2 separate regions of the Mus musculus genome follow, and region 2 is linked to region 1. The links are chromatin contacts, called in public Hi-C maps. All regions are on one chromosome and are shown on one strand. The core of a region is the stretch at or near the end of the contact, and the rest is flanking DNA. Distances in the headings are between cores, read along the strand shown.

Region 1 (4,659 bases), core at 1,304-3,803:
CAGGATTTAAAACTCTCAGCTACTTCTCCAGCACCTGCCTGCATGCTATCATGTTTCCTACCACGATGATAATGGATTAAACCTCTGAAACTGTAAGCAAGTCCCCAAGTAATTGCTTCCTTTTGTAAGAGCTGCCTTGGTCATGGTGTCTCCTCACAGCAATAAAACAGTAACTATGACAACCCCTCCCTCTTTGGTCTTGGAAGCACTTTCTCTGTACCTGGCACTGTACACAGTGCTTAGGGTTTGCTTTGCTTTTCTACTTGGATTTTAAATTCTCCCAGATGTTCATGGCTTACGATGGCAATTTTATTCCTTGGGCAGAGCTAGACAAGCTTTGCAGGTGCCCCGTCCATCAAAAGAAACTCACAAATTATTAGTGAACGCCACGAATGCCAAGTTTATTAAAAAAAAAATAAAGAAAGTCAAATCAAAACTAAGCTGTGGGGGCTGGAGAGACAGTTCCATGGTTAAGGTCTTCCAGAAGACCAGGGTTTGAGTCCCACCACCCACATGGCAGCTAACTCCAATGCCAGGGAATGTAATGCCCTCTTCTGGCATCCGAGGGCACTGCATGGATGTGGTACCCAAACATACAGGCAATCAAAACACCCATAAACATATGAGATATTTTTTTCAAAAACTAAGCTGTGTTTATTGACAACATTCTGGTGCTCACAGGAGAAGAAAAGGTAAACAATCAAGGCCAAAACCAAAATAAAGAAAAACAATACCAACAGAACTCAGCCATATGAGGATGGGCCAGAGCACAGAAAACACAAGGCTGTGTGTTCATTAGTAATAACAAAAGTCAGCTTGCTTAGCAAAACTTAAAAGTCTTACCTATGATTTCACAGAAGAGTGCTCCCTCCCACCCCCCCTTTTTTTCCCCAAGAAAATGGTTTTTATAATAAACCAAACACATGAAACCCTCACTAGATCCTTTGTAATTCTCACCAGGGTATAAATGGCCCAACAATACAGATAGAAGTGTGATCCTGAAGGAAAGAGGTACAGAGTGAGCACAGAACCCTTAGTGCATTCCTGTGCCAGTCACTGTCAAGAATTCAACAAGCATTTCTTGTGCAACAGGAGCTGTTCTCTAGTTGAACACACAACTCAGAGGATTTGAAGTACGTGACCTTGAACAGAATATATACACTGCTGACGTATGTTGTGGGGAAATCAACACAAAGGGGCGGGGCGGCTGGTAAAAACCAACTCCATATTGACATGTAAGAGATGGATACTGATGACACTTAATAGTTAACAGTGAACAGCGTGTATGTATGAACAGCTATCCCAATTTTGCTAAAATCACATCCAAACGTATACTTTCCTCTGCCCTGATCTGATGACAGTATTAGTGTATGAATCAAAACTATCTGGTAACTGTCATGATGGAATGGGATGGAATGGAACTACAATGTGGACTGAATCCCAATTCATGGGCTCATTTCTAATCAGGTACTAACTTTCAGACGTGGGAAAATTTACTGATAGACTTAACTGATAATACACTTAAGTAGGAAGTAGGTTACTGGTTTTGTGAGGGAAAGCAAAAGGGTTACTTCAAGTATTGACTTAGAGGGTTATTGAAGTCAAATTAATGGTTAGCTCAGCTTCTGAGGTAGTTTCACAAACTAAGTCCACAAATTTCTTGAAATGCGATTCTGCCCATCGACCCCGAAGTTTTAAGTTCAGCGTACATTTTTCTCACTATTACATTCCCATAACAAGATCTGAATACTCTTGACAAATAGATCTGAATCCTCATTCATGGCGGGTAGGAGTTTGAATGAACGAACGAATGAATGAACGAACGAACCAATGAATGAAAGCAAGTATTAAAAAAAAATGCCTGCAGACATAAGACCTACTGAAGGCAAACAAAGGATTCCAGATCATTGTTCTAACCACGGAAAGAAAACATTTAAGAACGTCATCCCCTGAAACTCATATAGAGGATCCTCCATGCTCTGTAGCTCCAAAAAGAAGGAGCAACGAGGGTGCGGGGGTCGAAAGGAACTAGCAGGTTCGAAAGCCAGTAACTTCAACTGGAAAGCAGAATACAAAATATAAAATGAGGGAAAAAAGCGAAGACAGAGAAGCCCCCGGAAGTAAAATCAACAATCGGGAAAGGAAAGCAACAGCGTAGAAGCGGCCACCGAACGCTCCCACGGCTCAAAGCTGCGAGTCCACGGCCCGCAGGAGGCCCCCGCGAAGCGGGACAGCCACGACCCCGGAACGCAAACCCCCAGCCTGAGGCACCGCGGGGGCGAGTTCCCGGGAACGCCTCCCCGCCCTTCTCAGGCAACCCCGCCCACTGGGCCCGCCCCGTCCCGCCGGCTACTCACCGGATTCGCTTCCCACATAACGGTGCGAAATCGAGCGGAGAGAGCCTGGGGGAGGGGCTAGCCGTGGGGTCGATATGGTGGGCTTTTTCCGAGGGTCCCCAGGAGCGAAAGGACCGAAAGGCACCCTTTACGGAAGCCTTCCTTCTCCCCCTCCCCGTCACAAGCTGGCGTCTTCGGACCATCGAACCTCCCGACTTCCGCCTGGATCCAGCCAATCAGTGGCGGTCCCGCCCACCGCAAACTCGCTCCGCCTCTATGGCGCCCTTGGAACTTCCGCGCGTGCTGTCGCGGGCCGCCTTTACCTGTGTGGTAAAGCTGTTTGAAGCCGGCCATCATACCCACCACGTGATCGTCAAGCGTGGCAGGCTGCGTTTCCTCCATGCAGAACCTACGTTTATTAAAGATCACCTTATACCGAGTTTAGTGGCCAACCAAGTACTAGGCCTGAGAAGCACAACTCGACCAATGGCTTAAAGGTTAAAGCTTCAAACCTCTTTGTTGTTTGCAACATCCTCGAATTGGAGGTGATGATAGTTCTACCTGAGGGTGTAAATGAGCTTGCTGAAATCAGGTGCTTAGGTGTTTGCAATCTAGAAAATAATAAATAAATAAAGGGAGCTATTGGCCACGTGTCACTGGGCTTGGACGTGAACACTGACCAATATGTTGTCCCTGTCCTCGTGGATTTTAGAATCGACAGAAGAAAGCAAAAAGTAATTTGGAAACGCAAGAATGTAAAAACGTGAAATTTTAGACAGCATGGCAAATATGGAGGTTTCCAAGCAGGTTTACCTGAGTGCCTTGAATGCTAAGGCCTCAAATAGGTTCTTACACCGGTCACAAAAGAGGTACGATGGAAGAATATTCTTAAAGGCAAAGAAGTAGTGTGAGACTATAGGTGTATTTTTAAAAATAGGTCAAAGAATGACCACAGATTCAGAACCTGATTGTTTTTTACATTTTAATATATTTTTCCATTCCCATGTGTATGAATCTATTTCTTCAGACTATAGCATTCCATAGTTTACATGTTACACACATATCTTAAATAATCTACTGTGAGAGACACAAGTTACTATGTAACAAAAATTACTATAATCACTATTTTTGTTCAGACATTCATTAACCTCTTTGGAACGAATTCTTAGAAATGATACTGTTCAATAAGAAATTCTAAAAATTGTTGCCAAATGGTTAACCAGTTGCCCAAATACTTATTGCATAGCATAATTATTTTTTCTTACTACTTTGAAGTACATTTGCTAAATTTGCATGCATATGCATATATACATATATTCCTGAATATTCTTATCTGCTAATCCTCTGCTTATTCCTATGCTTTGCCATGCTATTATAATGTATAGATTCCTAATGTACTTGCTCTTTGATAAGAAATATCTCCTAATTTTCTTTTTCAGTTTTTTTCAAAATAATGAGTTCTCATCCAGAACACACTTCTTCCTGTATTTCAGGCCATGTGTCGGGAGTCGGGCTGGGCTGGGTATATGAACCCAGAACCTCACACATGCTAAACACCTCTTCCACCACTGAGTTATGCCCCTCCTGCCTAGGTCTCTGATATCTTTAAGTACATTAAAGCTATTTTTACAACAACCTTTATGTGTTTGATTTGGCTATTTTATAGGTTTTTTTTTTTCCAAGTGAAACAGTTTTCATTGCTCTAATTTAGGAAAGCTGTTGACTTTTGTAAACTTACCGTGTCATATCACCTTGCTAACTCTTAAGGCTTCAAAGAAAATGAAGTATAACTCTCAACCCTCAAAAGATTTTGTCCTAACTTCCCTGGTTAACTTGCCTTGTCGAGACCCACTCGGCCTTGAAAAGGACTAGCCCACAGTTGCTTCAATTGCTACTGCTCCCTTCTCAAGGCTAGCTAGCATCATCCTGATACTACAGCTTATTAAAAGTAATCAGGATCTATTCGTGTAGCTCAAGGTCATCTCAAATGTTCCATCACCCAAAGGCTGAGATTACGGTCATGTGCCATCACACCCAGTATAAAATTTAATCATAAGTAAAAGATAAATTAAACTAAGAAAGTCTTATAAAACTAACACACTATGACAAGTATAGTTAATTTCAGGAGTGTAAGGGCAGATAGAAGAATAGTAAATCTTTTCATGTCATTCGTCATATTGATGACCCAGCTTGAAACAGATACAGCAATGAAATAGAAGAAGCAACTGATAGCATTTAAAAGCCTTTCATATATGAAACTAGGGATAGAAAGAAACCGATTTACAAATAATAGTGTATTTAAAGAGTGTTGAGAATCACCTAG
Region 2 (4,468 bases), core at 1,489-3,988, 40 kb before region 1:
TTACTCCTGAAACCCCAAAGGAGTCTAATGCCCTCGACTGGCCCCAAGGGCATCTGAATACATGTGGCATATATTCAACACAGGCACATAAGTAAAAATCTCTCTCTTTCTCTCTCTGTGTCTGTCTGTCTCTGTGCCTCTGTGTCTCTGTCTCTGTCTGTCTCTCTGTCTCTGTCTCTGTCTCTCTCTCTCTCTCTCTCTCTCTCACACACACACACACACTACTAGTTTGCTGAAGTACCCACCAAAACGACTTTGGTCAGACATGGAGGTTGACACCTGGTCAACACTCAAAGAATGTTTTGCTTTCTTTTCTATCTTACGTGACCTTTCAAGTGTTCTCTAGCTTTCTCTAGCTAGAAGTATAATTTCACTAAGAAGTCATCACTGTATTAAGCAAAGTATTTGTGTGTGCGTGCACACACATGCATACAGCTGGAGGCCAGCCAGAGGCACACTTCATGGTGTTTTCCTCCATCACTCTCCACCTGACTGTTTAAGACAGGGTCTCTTATTGAATGTAGCGCTCACTGACTCAGCCAAAGCAGCTGCCCAGTGTCAGGTCCAAAGGAAACTCGATTCCCCCAATTCTGGTAGTTAAGACAAAAGCCAGCCTTCCTCAGGAAACTTGTGAAGCTGGTTCCCCTCTATCAAAAGGAGCCATGCCCCCCTCCGCGGGCAAAAGGGACAAATAGCTACCCGTGGTGCCTATTAGCATACAAAATCACAGCTGGCCTCCAGCATTGCAAGTACCCATTACCCATTTCAGAGCCACGCTGGCACTCTGGCCCTTCTCACCTCCTCCCCTACCCTGGAATCCTCCAGCTCTGGAACCTCTCTCCCCATCTCATTCTCCTTATAACCCTGCTAATCTGGCTAAGCTTCCTCTTTTGCCTGCACTGTCTTCATCTCTCAGTTTCCCCCAGTCCCGCATCTCCAGCTCTCTGCTCTGCTCTGCTCTGCTCTGCTCTGCTCTGCTCTCTGCTCTGCTCTCTGCTCTGCTCTCTGCTCTGCTCTCTCTCTGCTCTCTGCTCTCTGTTCTCTCTCTGCTCTCTGCTCTCTGCTCTGCTCTGCTCTGCTCTGCTCTGCTCTGCTCTGCTCTCATGGCCAAGTTCAGTCCACTGCTTTCTCTCTCTGCTCTGGACTCTTCCAGATGCCTCTGGCTGTTCTCTCTCAGACCTACAGTAAAAGCCTCCCCTTAGCCATTCCACAGAGTGGCCATGTTCTCAGTTTATAGTACCAGCAAATCCCAGGGATCCTCCTGCCTCCACTTGCTCAGTACTGGGACCACAGGCATGGACCACCATGCCTGGCTTTTCACGTAGGTCCTAGGAGTCTAAATTCAGGTCTTCCTGCTTGTGCAGTGAGCACTTTATCAACTGAACCATCTCCGCAGGTCCCCAAAAATATTTTATTTGTTTTTATTTTTATTGTGTGTGTGTGCATGCATGTGCTCACATGTGGGGGGGGGTTATGAATACAGAAGTACAGATGCCCATGGGTACCAACTGCTCTTGGAGCTGGAGCTACCAATGGCTGTGAGCCACTCAGAGTTGGTGTGAGGACCCAAACTCAGGTCCTCTGGAAGACTTGTAGGGATTCTTAACCACAGAGCCATCTCTCCAGGCTCCCAAAAGTATTTTAAATATTAATAAAAAGCAGATTGGGCATGGTGGCATATCCTGTAATCTGATGACCTGCAAGTTAGCTAACTAGCCTGGGCTGTATACAAAGTTTGAGGCCTGCATAGACTATCTCAGAGACATTATCTCAAAAGAAAGGAAGGAAGAAAGAAAGAAAGAAAGAAAGAAAGAAAGAAAGAAAGAAAGAAAGAAAGGAAATAAAGATGAATAAGCAAGATCCCCTTTCTCCGAGGAGAGAAGGAAATGTGAAGAGAGGCACACCACCAGGGACAGAATAAGATCACTTCTCAGTTGATCTCAGAGGATCTCTTCAGATCCACTGAGTCAGAAACACCCATGAAGATGGTACACTTAACTACCAACCAAAACTCAACGTAATTTTATCACGTGAAGCTTACTACCGTTGAACATTTAGACAGACAGAGACGCAATCTTGGGGATGTCTGTCACGGTCACAGGCGAGGTCTATCATGCTGCCCTTTGCTCTGTTTAGCAAAGCTGATCTTAGATTGCTGGGAGTGCCAGCGAGTGGGAGTGGCTGGCATACCCCTACAACTGATCCTCTGAGCCAGGAACCTTTAAGGGAAGTGTAATGTACCCACCAGGCCTGGATCTAGTCATAATTCCTAACAGAGCCGAGGACATATCTTCATCCTCAGGTTACTTGATCAGCTATTGCTCACAACGACCAAAACTAAGACCAAGAAGTGCCCCCAGAGCAACATCTACTGAGAACTCCCTGAGAGTCTAAGAAGTTTGAGAGGAAAATTCAGGTTGAAACCAAGACCCAGAAACCAGAAGCACACATATAGCACACACAGGCAGCCAAGACCTGATACAGAAAACTTTAATCAACAATTGTAGAAACAATACACTCAGACATTGAATATCAGAATTCTCCATCACCACCTCCACCACCAGTCTAGAAATGAAATAATCCACTAATCTCAAACATTCCTGGTGGGAGATAAAAGATTCAGGAAAACATTTTCCCATAAACACATTTCTTTTTACCCAAAGGCTAGACTCCCCGCAGAGAAAGGACAAGTTTGTACTCAATGGAGTTTATTCAGCCAGCCTGCGGCACAGCTCGCCACTCTGCACGAGCTCCCTTTGCTCTCCCTCCCACTCCGTGGGATGAGCAGAGGGAGTGATGTTCTTCTATACATGGAACAGACAAAACAGTACAACGTTAACACGAGTGACTTCTACGTTATTATATTTTAAAACACGTACCGAGATCACGTCTTCCTTATGAAGGGGGTTGGCAGTCTGTCCCAACAACAGCGGTGCAATGCTTCTTTACGGTGGCCTCTCTGACACCCCCCCCCCCAACCTCCCTCATGCATGCCAACACGGGAGAGTGATTGCACAGACTGCCTGCGTTCTCAGTCACCTTGACACGGATGCACAGGTCTAGAAGGAAACAACCTCAACTACAACAATCATTCCATTCAAGTATTGAGAGAAGTGTGCATGGAGCTGGGGGGTGGGGGGGAGAGGAAGGCGGGCAGACAGCCATGTAAGAGGGACTTTAACACATTGCATGCCAGTTCGGTCTACAGAGAGAGTTCCAAGACAGCCAGGGCTACACAGAGAAACCCTGTCTGGAAAAACAAACAAACACGCACACACACATACAAACAAACAAACAAACAAAAACAAAACCAGGAGAAAAGAACTAGAAGAGAGACTGTTCACTCTGAACTCCCAACGCCTCTAACACTGATTCTTGAAAGCGGCCAGGCAACCTAGCCACTCTGCCTTCAGGCACTGCTGCAGGGACCACTGGTGGCTTTGAAATGCGTCCTTTCTAGCCTTTCTTAAACCAATGGTGGACCTCCACATTTGAGCCAGGGAGTCATTCCTGCCACCGTGTGCCAAAGCACTGTGCATAATTTCCCGAGAGCCACTCTTGTACTTCCCACTGTGCGATAACACACATTCTGGGCCAGAAGGAGAATCTGATGGTTTACAAAGCTGAATGAATGGCTATCCTTACAAAAGCCACTATCCATAATCCTGTTTCACACATATATTCTTTCTAGATGCTTCCCAATTTGAGTGACTGAAGAGAACAATACAGGCACCAGAAGCTAACCTGTGCTCAAGTCCTCGAACCCAAAGCTGGATGGGGATAGCAGAGACAAGATTCAGTATTGAGAGCTAGGAAAAGGTTCTGGGTGATATGACTGGAGGAATGACCTTCCTTCCCCACAAGGAATCAGGGAAAAAGCAGCGCTGGGGAGACAATCATACAGGCAGCTCCCTGTCTGACACTTGAACACTTAGCATCATGCCTGAGTGCTATCTCATCTCTGCTAGAAAACCGCTGGGCAGTTAGCTGGTACAGATCACTTCCTCTTTGGGACAGAACAGCAGGCAAACAGACAGGTACACAAAGCCACGAGCACAACTCTCAGTTGCACATAGCTGCTCAGGGGTTGGAAGTTGTCAATCACTACTCTAAAGAAGAAATCAGACTTCTTCCCAGCATCTCATGTTCTTCACAATCATTCAAAAGAGAATGACACCAACTATTAACACGTGTGGTTCTTAGGAATCACCATGGAACAGCTATGTGTGTCTCAGGGGTTGTGGGAGGACCAATAAAGCCTCTGCAGGGCTTGGAAAACAAAGGAAATAAATAAGTTGGGGCAGGGACGACAGACTGCTCGAAGCTGAACTGTGAGCTAGTGACCCTTAGCAGCAGTGCTCAGCTCAACTGTGGGAGATGGGTGAGAATAGTGTGCACTGCTCTGGGGCTACAGACCACTTTCCTCTAGCAGTGAGAAGCAGGCTCTGCCCTGTCTCTCTTCTGCTGG

The links. A called contact is a pair of places that touch in the nucleus more often than the background predicts.
Region 2: a Hi-C map of Sertoli cells shows a contact between it and region 1, with 3 times the contacts expected there. The contact joins the enhancer-like site here to the promoter of Parp11 in region 1. A contact is called at or near these places in 1 of 39 promoter capture datasets (macrophages), 1 of 15 datasets of contacts at CTCF or cohesin (CD8 T cells), 4 of 484 Hi-C or Micro-C datasets (Sertoli cells, double positive thymocytes, granulosa cells and 1 more), 7 of 115 datasets of contacts at active chromatin or transcription factors (the HPC-7 cell line, the SCID.adh cell line, bone marrow-derived macrophages and 1 more) and 1 of 9 other capture datasets (pancreatic islet).

Annotation. Positions count from the first base shown.
Region 1 is chr6:127,451,521-127,456,179 of GRCm38.p6, reverse strand. Parp11 (poly (ADP-ribose) polymerase family, member 11) reads right to left here and starts at 2,553. Exons shown (of 9, transcript NM_181402.4): 1 at 2,358-2,553.
Region 2 is chr6:127,492,246-127,496,713 of GRCm38.p6, reverse strand. Parp11 (poly (ADP-ribose) polymerase family, member 11) reads right to left here. Exons shown (of 9, transcript NM_181402.4): 9 at 2,453-4,468. Among named protein-coding and RNA genes, the nearest start is that of Parp11, 41 kb to the right of the region's middle. Within about 2 kb of position 2,738, at least 10 of the 459 cell types and tissues checked have an H3K27ac peak or open chromatin away from gene starts, as enhancers often do. A contact at or near this core is called in Sertoli cells, where this site is marked.